Linked DNA regions of Zea mays: region 1 is linked to region 2. Evidence: chromatin contacts called from public Hi-C data. All regions are on one chromosome and are shown on one strand. The core of a region is the stretch at or near the end of the contact, and the rest is flanking DNA. Distances in the headings are between cores, read along the strand shown.

Region 1 (6,151 bases), core at 673-3,172, 1.0 Mb after region 2:
AACAACAAAACTGGGACAGAACGGTTCCGTTCTACTTGGCTCTTCAACCAAACACTACCTAAGGAGTTAGGTAAGGTGGCACCTAACTATAGAAAGATAGATGTGAAACACCACACACCTTTAGGTGGGCGCTGACCATGGTTTTTAAAGCGGTAAGGCGGTCCAAGGCGTTGGAGCACCGCCTGGACGCCTAGGCGACGCCTTAAGAACAGAGGAGCTGACCATATATAGGGCCAATATGACTTGGTGTTATAGATGCTTTTGTGGGCTACCGGTTTTCTAGGCGCAGGAAAGGGAAGCAGAGAACGATCAGTTCTTGAATCATAGGAGAAGATAAGTTTCCTTAGAGGATGGGTTTCCTTTTGTATTATTTCCTAAATAATAGCAGAGGATTAGTTCTACATTAGGATGCACCAGGATGCCTGGCACTATAAGGGCGGACTAGCATCATTTGTAAGAGGCATCCGAGAAATAAAGATCTTCACCTAGGGCGGGATCATCTTGGATCATCCTGGCTAGGCACAACGTCGGTGCAGGTGATCTGGGTGATCATCTCCCTCCTCCCCCCTACGCTCCGTGTCATTCCCATCTTCCTCTCCACTCCCCCTTGAGAGACACCAGGAGACCTAGGTTACAAGCTTACTAGAGGGAAGTTCAAACAATTTGGTATTAGATTCAGACGACGCAGCGACAACCATGCCCGACGTTGTACTCGATCCTGACGACAAGAAGACCGACGAGAAGTTGGATTTTCTCATGGACGCAATGAATCGGATGTTGGGCCAACTAACCACCATGAATGGCCGCCTTGACACCCATGATCGACGGTTGGCGCAGGTGGAGACAGGGCCAACCGACGGTGTTTAGTTGGAGGACCACACGACGATCGACGACAATGAAGTTCTGCCAAACTACGGCGGGTGCGGCAGTACCAACGGCGGTCGTGGTGGCACCTGTCGCGACCGTGGTGACGACTGTGGTGACTTCTACGGTCGCCATGACCGCCACGCCGAGCCGGAGGGCTATGGCCGCGGGAGCTTCCAGGGTCAGGGTCGCGACAAGGAGGGCGCCGACCGTCCTCCACGACCCAACTTCCCCTCCTTCGACGGAGAATCTGATCCGTTGACATGGATCAACAAATGAAACACATATTTTCTAGGTATGTGCACCATGGCGGAGGAGAAGGTATGGCATGCCTCTTTACACCTTGAAGGGGCAACAACCGAGTGGTACTACGCCTTGGAACGAGATCATGGCGTCCTATCTTGGGCACGATTTGCTGAATACGTCCATATGCGGTTCGAACCACCCATTCAGTCTAATGACATGACCGAACTCAAAGGGGTCGGATTGGACTGGGGGCCAGGTTGGCCGCTCCCAACCGTCCACGTTTCAAGCGTCTCACAACAAAAGAATTGGCCGTGAAGCGGGCGAATGGAGAATGCTACCACTGCCCTGAGAAATACTATGTCGACCACAACTACACCTCAAAAGGGGTGTTCCTGCTGGAGACGGACGACGACATGGATGAGGACGCAAAAGCGGAGGACTTGGTCATTTCTCTCTACGCCCTTACTGACATCGACATCAACAACACCATGAAGCTCCAAGTTCAGGTCAATGATTTGACGTTGGTGGCCTTGGTTGACACAGACTCTACCCACACCTTCATCCAGGAAGCCGTGGCCAGCCAACTAGGCCTCCACGTCGCACCAAGACTGGGGCTCTCCGTCAAGGTGGTGAATGGGGAATTCATCACGAGCAACATGGTATATCCCAAGCTCCGCATTGCCATCGCTGAGGAGGTCTTCGACATCACCTGCTACGACCTCCCTCTAGCTGGCTTCGACATCGTCCTCGGCGTTCAGTGGCTCCGGTCATTGGGGCCCATCTTGTGGAACTTCAGTGCCTTGTCCATGGAGTTTTGGCGACACAGCCGCACCATGCGTTGGGTTGGACTGGGCGCGCCGCACACCTAGTGTGCTGCCTTGTTTGAACCACAGGAGCCGCTACAGGCCCTACTCGCCTCCTACACCGACATCTTCGCTGAACCACACGGTCTTACTCCACCTCGTCGCCACGATCACCGCATCAAGCTGCTTCCAGGGACGCCACCGGTAGCAGTTCGCCCCTACCGCTACCCGCAGTTGTTGAAGGACGAGATTGAGCGATAGTGCGAGGACATGTTGCAGCAAGGCATCATCCGCGAATGCACATCAACATACTCTTCCCCATTGTTGCTTGTGAAGAAGGCCGATAAGTCATAGCGTTTTTGCATCGACTATCGTGCCTTCAACAAGACGATGAAGGATTGTGCGCCTTCATGGTATTCCATGTTCCATTGTGAGTGACCGGAACACAGTTTTACTAGTGCTTTCTGGTCTGAGCTCTTTCACCTTGCTGGGGTCAAGCTGCTCCTTACAATGGACAGTCGGAGGCGGTGAACTGGATTATTGTCATGTACCTACGCTGTTTGGCGGGTGTATCGACCCAAGACTTGGTTACAATGGCTTGCTTGGGCTGAATTTTGTTATAATACCTCATATCAAACTGCTGTCAAATGTACTCTGTTCAGAATTGTGTATGGTCGTGATCCTCCAACCATGTTATTCTATAAGCCGGGGACGACCAAGGTTTCTGCAGTAGACCAGGAACTCCAGGATCGGGACGTTTTCTTGGAAGACATCAAACAAAGGTTACTCTAGGCTCAGGTGACAATGAAGGGTACTCAAGATAAAGGTCGCTGAGAGGTGCAATATGTTGTTGGGGATTGGGTTTGGCTATGTTTGCAGCAACGGTCAGCAGTTGGTGTCACGACAACAGCATCCTCCAAACTAGGGCCTAAGTTTTAGTCCTTATCAAATTCTGCAGCGTATTTGGGATGTCTCATACAAGCTCCAGTTGCTGGCAAATGCTACGATCCATGATGTGTTTCATGTGGCACTTCTCAAGAAGTTTCAAGGTGATCCCCCGTCAGCGCCAGTGCCTTTACCGGCAGTTCTCCATGGCAGGGTGCCCCCTGTTCCATCAAAAGTGAAGGCTCGCTTGAACAGAGGTGTCTCGGAGCTTCTGGTACAGTGGATGGGGCGCGCGCCGTCTGATGCTACATGGGAACAATGTACTGAATTCAAGAGGCGTTATTCAGAGGTCCAACTCGAGAACGAGTTGTTTGTCGGAGAGGAGGGAAACATTATAAATGCTATTGTGGGCCGCCAGTTTTCTAAGCGCAAGAAAGGGAAGCAGAGCCCGATCAGTTCCTGAATCATAGGAGAAGATAAGTTTCCTTAGAGGATGGGTTTCCTTTCGTATTATTTCCTAAATAATAGCAGAGGATTAGTTCTACAGTATGATGCACCAGGACACCTGCCACTATAAGGGTGGCTGGGCATCGTTTGTAAGAGGCATCCAAGAAATAAAGATCTTCCTCTAGGGCGGGATCATCTTGGATCATCCTGGCTAGGCACAACGCCGGCACAGGTGATCTGGGTGATCAGCGCCCTCCTCCCCCCTACACTCTGCGTCATTCCCATCTTCCTCTCCACTCTCCCTTCAGAGACACCAGGACACCCAGGTTACGAGCTTACCAGAGGGAAGTTCATAACACTTGGAGTACAAGGCAATTACAAATCGAGATCCTGAGCCCCCTGTCTGACCCTCAGTTGAACTTGCTGGCTGGTGCCTGTGGGACCACAACTCGAGATCCTAAGGCTCCCCCTTGTTTATATGACGGCTAGCACCATGGCTTTGCCTCCCCTCTTGTCACTTCGTCCAATGGATGCTACAGCCTTTGAGGCTCAGGGTTGTTGGCTTGCTGGCGCCGGCTTATGTTGCTGTTGGTTCGAGCATTGTGTCACACACCCTCGAGGCGCCTGGGACCCCTCAGCATGGGATGTGTTGTGCTCCGAGCCTCCGATGCCATGCCTGACATTGTCGCTGAGCCACACGACCACGAGGGGGACTGTGCGGATGCTACAGTCTACTTTGGGGCCTCTTGAGCAGAGTCACATTGAGGAAAATTCCACCCGGTCACTGATGGTTTACTCCAGGAAAAGATGGCACAAAAAAGACCCCAAGCAGTTCCACCCAAGCAAACTCAATTCCAGATGTCTGTACACTGGTGGAGCTCTCACTCAGTCCTTTGCAGCAGGAGTCACTAGGCCTTTTTCTCACATTCTGCCACAACCGTCGATAAAGAAGAAAAGAATAACGTTGCCAAGCTCACATGCCCAGGCGTAGCAGAAGCCAGAAGGGTTGCTGGTATGAATACTGGTTCGCCTGGGCCAATCGTTACTGATGCACAGAAATAGGTGATCAGGAAATTGGGGTTGCTGCTGAGAATGAGACAATTTCAAGTTCCGTCTGCTCAATAATGCTTTTATCATTCTCTTGCCTAAGAGGTCTGATGCTACTCAAGTCAAGGACTTCTGTCCAAGAAGTCTAATACATAGTTTTGCTGGCTAAGACCATGACCAACAGACTTGCTGCAGTGCTGCGAATATGGTTTCTATGAACCAAAGTGCATTTGTGAAAGGGAGGAACATTCATGATAATTTCCTCCTGGTTCAACAAGTGGCTAGGCTCCTGCATCAAAGAAAGGAACCACATATCCTTAAATTGGATATTAGCAAGGCTTTTGACTCGGTCTCATGGTCTTCTCTTTTAGAGGTGCTGCGACATATTGGTTTTGGGAACAGATGGTGTAACATCATATGTCTGCTCCTATCCATGGCCTCTAGAGTTTTAGTCAATGGAGAGGCAGGATTCCCTATCGATCACCGTTGTGGGCTGAGGCAGGGTGACCCTTTGTCACCAATGCTCTTTATTTCTAGTCATGGTTGTTCTTAACTCCCTAGTGAATCATGCTGCTCGATTAGGTCTTCTCCAGCACAGAATCTCAATCTACCCAGATGATGTTGTGTTATTTCTGCAACTTTGTGCTACTGATCTCTCTCTTATCAAGGTACTTCTGGATGTCTTTGGTCAGGTTTCGGGTCTTGTTACTAGCATTGAGGAAAGCTCAGCTGTGCTAATCAGATGCTCGGCTGAGAATTGTGCCTTAGTGCCAGCATTCTTTCTTGCGAATTTGTAGAATTTCCATGCAGCTATCTGGGTCCTTTGGGGATTAAAAAAGCCAAGCAAAGCTTTTGTGTTTTTTTTCCTCTGGCACCCTTAGCCATGAGGGTCTTTGTAAGGGTGGATCGGGGGGAGCCTTTGTTCCCCGTGTAACTCTCTCTCTCTCTCTCTCTCAATGAAATGACACACGACCCTCTTGCATGTTCAAAAAAAAAGGATAATGGTCCTTTCATATTAGGTTTTGAATTTGCCATCTCCTATTGATACTATTGTTTGAGTTTAAATAAATCAAATCAAATATGGGAAACATGCTTTTGATACCTCTCTCACAAAGAATGTAGGGATTTCTTTCCGATCTTTCTGTTTTTTTATTGCATGCTGTTTTTTTCTTATATCGACTATCAAGACTCTTATGCAGATATTGTGGTTACACACATTATATTTTTGTTGCTTGTTTACTACTTCATTAACGGAAATGTAAATCTTTTTTTTCTTATATACTTATATGTAGATGTGCAGCAAAGTTGTAGTTCCAAGTTCAATCATCGAGACATTTGAGACTCTATTATCATCTGCTGTAACAATATTAGATGATGAGACTGGCAATCCTTCGTGGCAACCTCGTGCGGACTTCTATGTTTATTGTATTTTGGCTTCACTTCCATGGGCTGGTCCAGAATTGTTTGAGGTAACTCTGAGTTACATATGTCACTGACTGTTTAGATGAATCTCCTTGCGTCACACATGCAAAAAGGAGAAGAATATTGTGTTTATGGGTCACTGTTTCATAGTCCATAACCCCCCACACCCCCCACACACAATCCAAAAAAAGCACGCGCACACACAAAAGAAAGAAAAAAGATGGTATGTACATGTTGTATTTTATGATGGCATGGCGAGTTCTACCTTGAAGTTTGGCATGCACTTTTGGATTTTTTGAATGGTTTTCTAATAGATGAAGTAGCCTTTTAGTGTTATCCAATATCCAGACGTGAGTTCGTGAGAAGTTTGTGCTGGAGCATGACTTGAGCACGCCAACTCTACTTGTTGGCAAATCTAACAACTTGTTCCTAATCTT
Region 2 (6,631 bases), core at 1,137-3,636:
TACAAAGAAACAACAATGGCAAATATGAAGTCTCACCACTAGGCAACAATGAAGACCGACCTCTTCCAAAGTAAATGGTTGGGACTTTGTGCCCTTTAGATGATAAATGACCCTGAATATCTTTGAAATGTGAGCACTGCCCCTGCTGGATACTACTGCAAGTGGAGGATAATGCTGGAGTGCTTGATTTCTCCTGATGAAGTTGCTCAAATATCTACCATTACATTAAGGAAATAAAAACTTCCAATGACAAATGTTACTTCTTTGACCATCATTACATTATATTTATTACGAACAAGTCCAATAAAAATCAAGGTTCATTTGTGTTTAGCCGGTTAGCCTGAATCATAAAAGTAAGATGCTCCCTTTGTTTTAAAATATGATGTTTAAGACAGGTAATTAGTTCCTTTGTTAACTATTTAACCTGTCCAGGTGTCATACATTTAAAAAAAACAAAAACATAGGAAGTATTTAATAGATAAAGAAATAGACAATAGAAAAGGATACATAAGCATGCCTCACTGGTGAACGGAAGATAATTTCATCTCCTCCATTTAAGGTAACCTTGGCAGCCTTGTCCAAAGATTTCCCATTGACACGGACAACTTTGGATTCAAAGACTTCAAGGAGTGCACCTCGCTAGAAAAAAATGTCAGAATAAAAGGGGAACAAATGCAGGGAAAAAAACTAAAAATAAATTCATAGTACCTTAGCCTGCTTCAGTCTACAAACAGGTGAGGCAGTGGATGATTCGCCCAGTCTGAAATCATGATGTGCTCCATGACCGATAGTGAAAAGCGCACCATAAATAGAAAGGGTAGGGTGCTGTTGAAAAAAAATACAGCAGATGACAATCCATTGGTATATGATAAAAAGTTCAATCATTTTAGTTGCTCCAAAGAGCAATAATGAAGTTCGTTAACTCACTGAAAGGCACCTTAAATCCTAAATCTTATACAATATCATATGCACACAAGCACTAACAATGGGACATTGAAGTTTCTCAACAAATGCAGCCAAACGTCACATCACATACAGCCTATCCAATAAAGCAAAAATGAAGCACAAAACATCTTAATAACCTTGGCACTGAGATAGAACTATGTATGAAATTATTTTTCCACAAACAGAAAGTAAACAGAAAGTGTATCTGTGTATATTGCAACTGAATGGGGTTGGATGGTGCTTTCTTTAAAGTTACAAGACTCAGAGCAGATAGAGAACAGGTAAGGTTCAAGGTAGTATTGCATATTCCTGAGTTCTGATATGAGGTTTTATATGGTATTTCTATAGCAATTACAAAGAACGATTAACATGTGCCATGTAGTTTTTGGTAATTAAGGTCTCATCCAAAGCACGAGAGATCATGGGTGAGTTCTACTAATTGAAAGAGAAGTGAAAAGACAGAAGAGAAGTCGCACCATGGTATATTGTGAAATTAGTCTGCACCAGGGCTCCTGACGCCTGCTGGTGGCTGCCGCCTGTGGCTTATTCAATATCCCAGCCACATTATCCTTGGTTTTCTTTATCTTTGCTGATAAATCCTCCGATAAATCCATGGCTCTCTTTATCTTCGCCGTTATATCTTTATCGTTAGTGCCCCGCTTATGCCCTACACAAACAAGGGAACTCATCAAACCCTAAGGCCCGAAGCCAAAAACCGAAAGAACGCCGTAGGCACATCGTAGGGACAAGGCTCATACCGGCCGGATTGGACTGACCCTCCTTGGGCCTCAAGAGGGCCTCCAGCTTGTCCATGGCGCCGGTCAGCGCCTGCAGACCAGCCGTGTTGGGCAGTGGGCCCGCAACGGTGCCGACTTCTGCCGGCGCCACCAACGGCTTCTCGGTGTCCGCCTCCGTGCACCCAACCTACCACCAGCGAGATCGCAATAACAACAAAAACCAGATCAAAACCAGAGACCTGAAGGGGCTACATGCATGGGGGATGGAGGGAGATCCGGACCTTGGCTCGCTTCGGGGGCTGCGACGACGCGACATCGTCACCCGCCCTCGGACCCGCCCCCGCGTTCTCCGCGGGAGCCGATGCAGGCGATGCCGGCGCCCCCTTATCCTCTTCCCCCGCCGCCGGGCGCTTCGCGGCGGCGCTCCGCCTCGTCTCGACCATCTCGCACCAGCGGCGACGGCGACGCGAGAACACGCGAGAGAGAGAGAGAGAGAAAGGGGCGAAGGGGAAGACGAAAGGAAGCGGAGTAGAATACAAAACCGAAGGATTCTTTGGATTAGTAGTAATGCATTAGTAGGGGAAGCGGAATAAAAATAAGGCGGCCGCCGCGACCACCAATCACACAACAGCGGCGCGACAGGTGAGACTGTGCTGTCCAGTCGATACTCGATAGAGAGGCCGCCTCGTGCAATTGGGGAAATTCACGGAAAATCCTCGTCTTGCGTGGTGTATAGGGTCTGTTTGGTTGGACTGTAGCTGTGAAAAAAAACTGTTGTGGGTTGTAAGCTGTGAAAAAAACTGTTGTAGGCTGTGAACTGCTAAAAAGCTAAAAATCGTTCGGTGGAAACCACTAAAAGTCGCTAAAAATTCTTCCATATATATTTTCACAGTTCCACCTAAAAGCTGTTAAAAGCAGGTCCAGATGTGCTTTCAGTTTTGCACTACAAGAAAGTCAGCTTTTAGAAAAAATTGCTTTCCAGATTCAGCCCTTTGGTTTGACTTTTAGGGGGCAAAAGTCAAAGCCAAAAGCCAAACCAAACACACCCTTAGTTCGGATGGGATTTTGACTTATTATAAATTTAAATTGATTTAATTCGGTTTAATCCACATGTATTAGCATTAAACAAATAAGTTCTAAGAGTATGTACAATCCTCATACTTTGATTTGGTTTCCCAAGTACAATAGATAGTTAAGACACTGTATAATACAACACTGAAACGTTAGGTCATAAATATAGCTAAGAGACAACATGTATGGTGGTGAAGAGACAGAATCTTGACAAATAGTCTGTCTTTTGTATTTTTTAAAATAACCCTTTATAGACCCTCCAAGAGATCTAATATTAAACTAGGTGAGTACCCGTGCGTTGCAACGAGAACATATAATACCATGATAATTTATATACAAAATGTGTCTTATATTGTTATAAGAAAATGTTTCATAATCCATTTGTGATCCTAGCCATACATAAATTTTGTTATTTTAATTTAGCTGTTTTACTACTACATTGCAACCATCAGTGTCATGCAGACTTTGATATATGTCACGATTTGCATGGTCTCATCATTGGAGAGCACATATCACACCTGCCGGTAGAAGTTCTGTCGTACATCATTAGTCATCAGACACGCACCACCATACACGCTTGCTTAAACAAAAAAAGGCAAGTGTGTGTTTGTGAAGAGAATTAAAGGCAGACCGGCACAAAAGCTACCCCGACGATGGCGAGTGGTCATTGTTGTCGGTCCTCCTCTGCGTCACCTCCGGCGCCTAGATGACGCCATAATCCTTGATATAATAGTCGTCGAATGCGCACGACATGGTGAGTACGGATGACTCTTGGTTGGGCTGCCAAATGAAGTGCACCTCGGGCTCATCAGCGAGGTAGTACATCTGGTCGTTGCACCACCGGATGTGCTACTCCTCTACATACATCTTGTTCGAGGACACTCACACAACAGCAGCAATGTCCGTCATCCTAGCGCATAAGAATTCATGGCCGGTCAGTAGCGACTTATGTGACAGGTTGGGCTTCAGGTGGATGATGAACTGGACGGCGTGATGGTGTCGTCGTCGGTTGCGGTGCCCAGAACAACCCGAGAGTCGTTGGCATTGGCAACAACCATGAGGTCCCCCAGTTTGACGATGGACAGCGCGGTGCAGCCGCTCTGGACCGCGTCCAAGCGGCGGTTGTGCTGGAGCTTGCCGTACACGGCGGCGCATGCAGCCACGGGCCACGTAGGACTGCTTCCAGAGGTCGAACTGGTAGTCGCCAAGCTTCTTTTCGTCGTCGATGAGCGATGCCAACGCGAGCGCCTCATGCTAGTGGTGTTTGTTCGGAGTTTCCAAGTAAGAAACATGGATTCATCTTTGTCATTGGTTTATGAAAATGACTCATAAGTCAGATCCATGGAAAAATATTACGGAGAATAAATGTCACGCATGCAAAAAAGGAATTTAAGTTGAAAACATTATTCAAACAAAAGAAATTTCATGCAAGGCTCTTCTTTAAATACTACTCCCTCAATCCAAAAATATAATTTAATAATCTCGGTGATACTTATCTACTACTACCCATTGTGTTAGGGTAGCAGGTGGGCTTCGAGAGAGATGTAGTATATGTTTTTACTATAATAGATCTAGACATAAACACATGTGTGGTGTAGTGGTAGCTATGAGCACATTTGCTTAAGGGGTCGTGGGTTCGAATCCCCTTGGGGCCATTTGTGTTTTTTTAATTTAATTTTAGCTAGGCGTGGGATGTACGTGAAAGAAAACAGGGAATGGTGAGAATGGACTGTGTGGAGAGGGGGGAATCGAAAAAGCAGAACAGGCAATGGGATTCCCAGAACACGGAATGGCAGCCTACCCGGGCATATACAACCTATAGCTCATTGTTTAGTTTTTCAAGTAAAAGAGACTGCAAAAAAACTCCATCATACAATGAGTTGTTTTTAAAATTAGTCACATCATTAACATAATTAAGAGCCAATATGTGTGGGCAGTGGTGTAGATACGGACTCTCTCTTGTGTTTTTTTTCATTTAACCCTTAGAGATCCCTAAAAAGATGTGATATTAATTGGAGTTATACATGTCCTAATAGCACTGGTACTATCCCACTAAAGCCAAGAAACCTTATGCATCTCAAATCCCTACGTCTTGCACCGAAATAAAAGACTGAGTTGCCCCTCGTCTCTTACCCCTTCCCAACATAACATCAAGATAGTCTAACTCTAGAACGAAATGGCCCTCAATGTCCATTAATCAAATCAATCACATCCAAACAAGATCATAAAGAGAACTAGGGATGAAAACGGCCGGAAACGGATACTTATTTGGATATCAATTTTTTGATTAATTGCAAATAAATAGAATATAGAATCTATTGTATAAATTTATATTCTTATTTTTAGCATTAAACTTGTAAATATTCATAAAAGATAAACCTCAAATTTATCAATATTTTCTTAAATGATAGATATAAAATTCGAATACAAATTTGAATATGAATTCAAATATTTACTAGTACAGTGCCCTATGCTTTGTAACGACATACAAATTATTCGATTAAAACAATGCACAACGATTGTATGGTAGTTGTTCTACAATAGGGCAGTAGCTCACAGTTTGAATCATAGACATAGTTCGAGTCCACACTTCCATTATTGGGTTCTAACATCACTATTCTACAGTAGAATCCCCATGATTCATTATTGTGATCATGTATACAATGTGATCTACAATCCTCAGGATTCATTAGTTAGTTATTCTGACAACACTATTCTATAGTAGGGCAGTAACTCACATAATTCATAAGATTGTATAGCAACCCTACGTAGTATGGAACTGAAAGGAAAATGTGCTTTTGGACCATTTTTATTTGTTTTAGTGATTAAATGCTCAACACACCACTTTAAACTAACACTCTTTATATGAGCATGAGCACATGTGTTTGGAAAGCAAATTAAAGCAATCAAGTCCAAAAGAGCACAAACATGGACCCAAGATATGCAACTTTGTGGAAAATGGTATAAGTGTGAGGTTTGCACTTTTAAATATGTTGCATAGGTCCTTTACAACATTTCTAGTATTTGTGTTTGGGCTCTAACACTTATTGTAGAGAAAAACACTTTTTGGGCTCGAGTTTGGGCACATTGCAAATTCTTTTCAAATGAGGTGAAATGGGTATGGTTCTCTCATTTAGTCAATTTTTTTAGTTCCTAACTATGTTTGTCTAAGTGCTAGGGAACCTCTTAAAGAGAGTCAAAAAATAAGTAAATGAGTTTGGCTCAAAAGAGCCAAACTTGGGCCAGATTGCGCTTCACCGGACAATTCGGTGTGCGCCGGACATGTCCGGTGCTGGCCTGGTAAACTGGCCGCTCTTGGGTATTCGCTAGGCTTGCTTGCTACAAATCACCAGACAGTTCGGTGTGCACTGGACATGTCTGGTGCTCCAAGCGGCCAACGGCTCGTCTGTCACACCCGTTTTGGAAGGCAAACCAAATACGAACCATGTACGTGCCAGGATCAGAAACTCACGTACACAACGATTACATAGTTGGACATCATCACACATTGCTCAAAATGAATAGCGGAAATAGTACTTTATTACATCAAGATGTCCAAGACATCCACAGAGTCATTAACATAATCAAAGTGCGGAATACGAAACGTACAAGATAAGGCATTCACAGGCAGCTGACTGGTGGTTGCCACTAAACACAACTAGAACTCATCGTAGTCCCGAAACTCCTTAAAGTCATCCATGTTGCCTTCATCCCCTCCTGAGCACTGATTGCAATGAGGACAACCTAGGGTTGGGGGTTTAAAGCAAGGGTGGGTACACATCAACCTACTCAGCAAATGTCCCGTTTGACTAAAGTGGACTAGCGATATGTGGAGTTAAGGTTAAAGTAGCTGTTTTTAGTTGGTCAGGTATTTACTA

What was found. A called contact is a pair of places that touch in the nucleus more often than the background predicts.
Region 1: a contact with region 2 is called in a Hi-C map of endosperm, with 2.9 times the contacts expected there. The contact joins the enhancer-like site here to the promoter of LOC103634735 in region 2. A contact is called at or near these places in 2 of 25 Hi-C or Micro-C datasets (bundle sheath and endosperm).

The regions. Positions count from the first base shown.
Region 1 is chr1:59,150,584-59,156,734 of Zm-B73-REFERENCE-NAM-5.0, forward strand. LOC100384700 (nuclear cap-binding protein subunit 1) reads left to right here. Exons shown (of 19, transcript XM_008657372.3): 6 at 5,585-5,761. Among protein-coding and RNA genes, the nearest start is that of LOC100384700, 9.8 kb to the left of the region's middle. Within about 2 kb of position 1,923, at least 1 of the 20 cell types and tissues checked has an H3K27ac peak or open chromatin away from gene starts, as enhancers often do. A contact at or near this core is called in endosperm, where this site is marked.
Region 2 is chr1:58,151,459-58,158,089 of Zm-B73-REFERENCE-NAM-5.0, forward strand. LOC103634735 (AAA-type ATPase family protein) reads right to left here and starts at 2,387. Exons shown (of 28, transcript XM_008657320.3): 1 at 1,964-2,387; 2 at 1,704-1,869; 3 at 1,422-1,612; 4 at 709-825; 5 at 508-639; 6 at 37-214. The coding sequence starts at 2,125.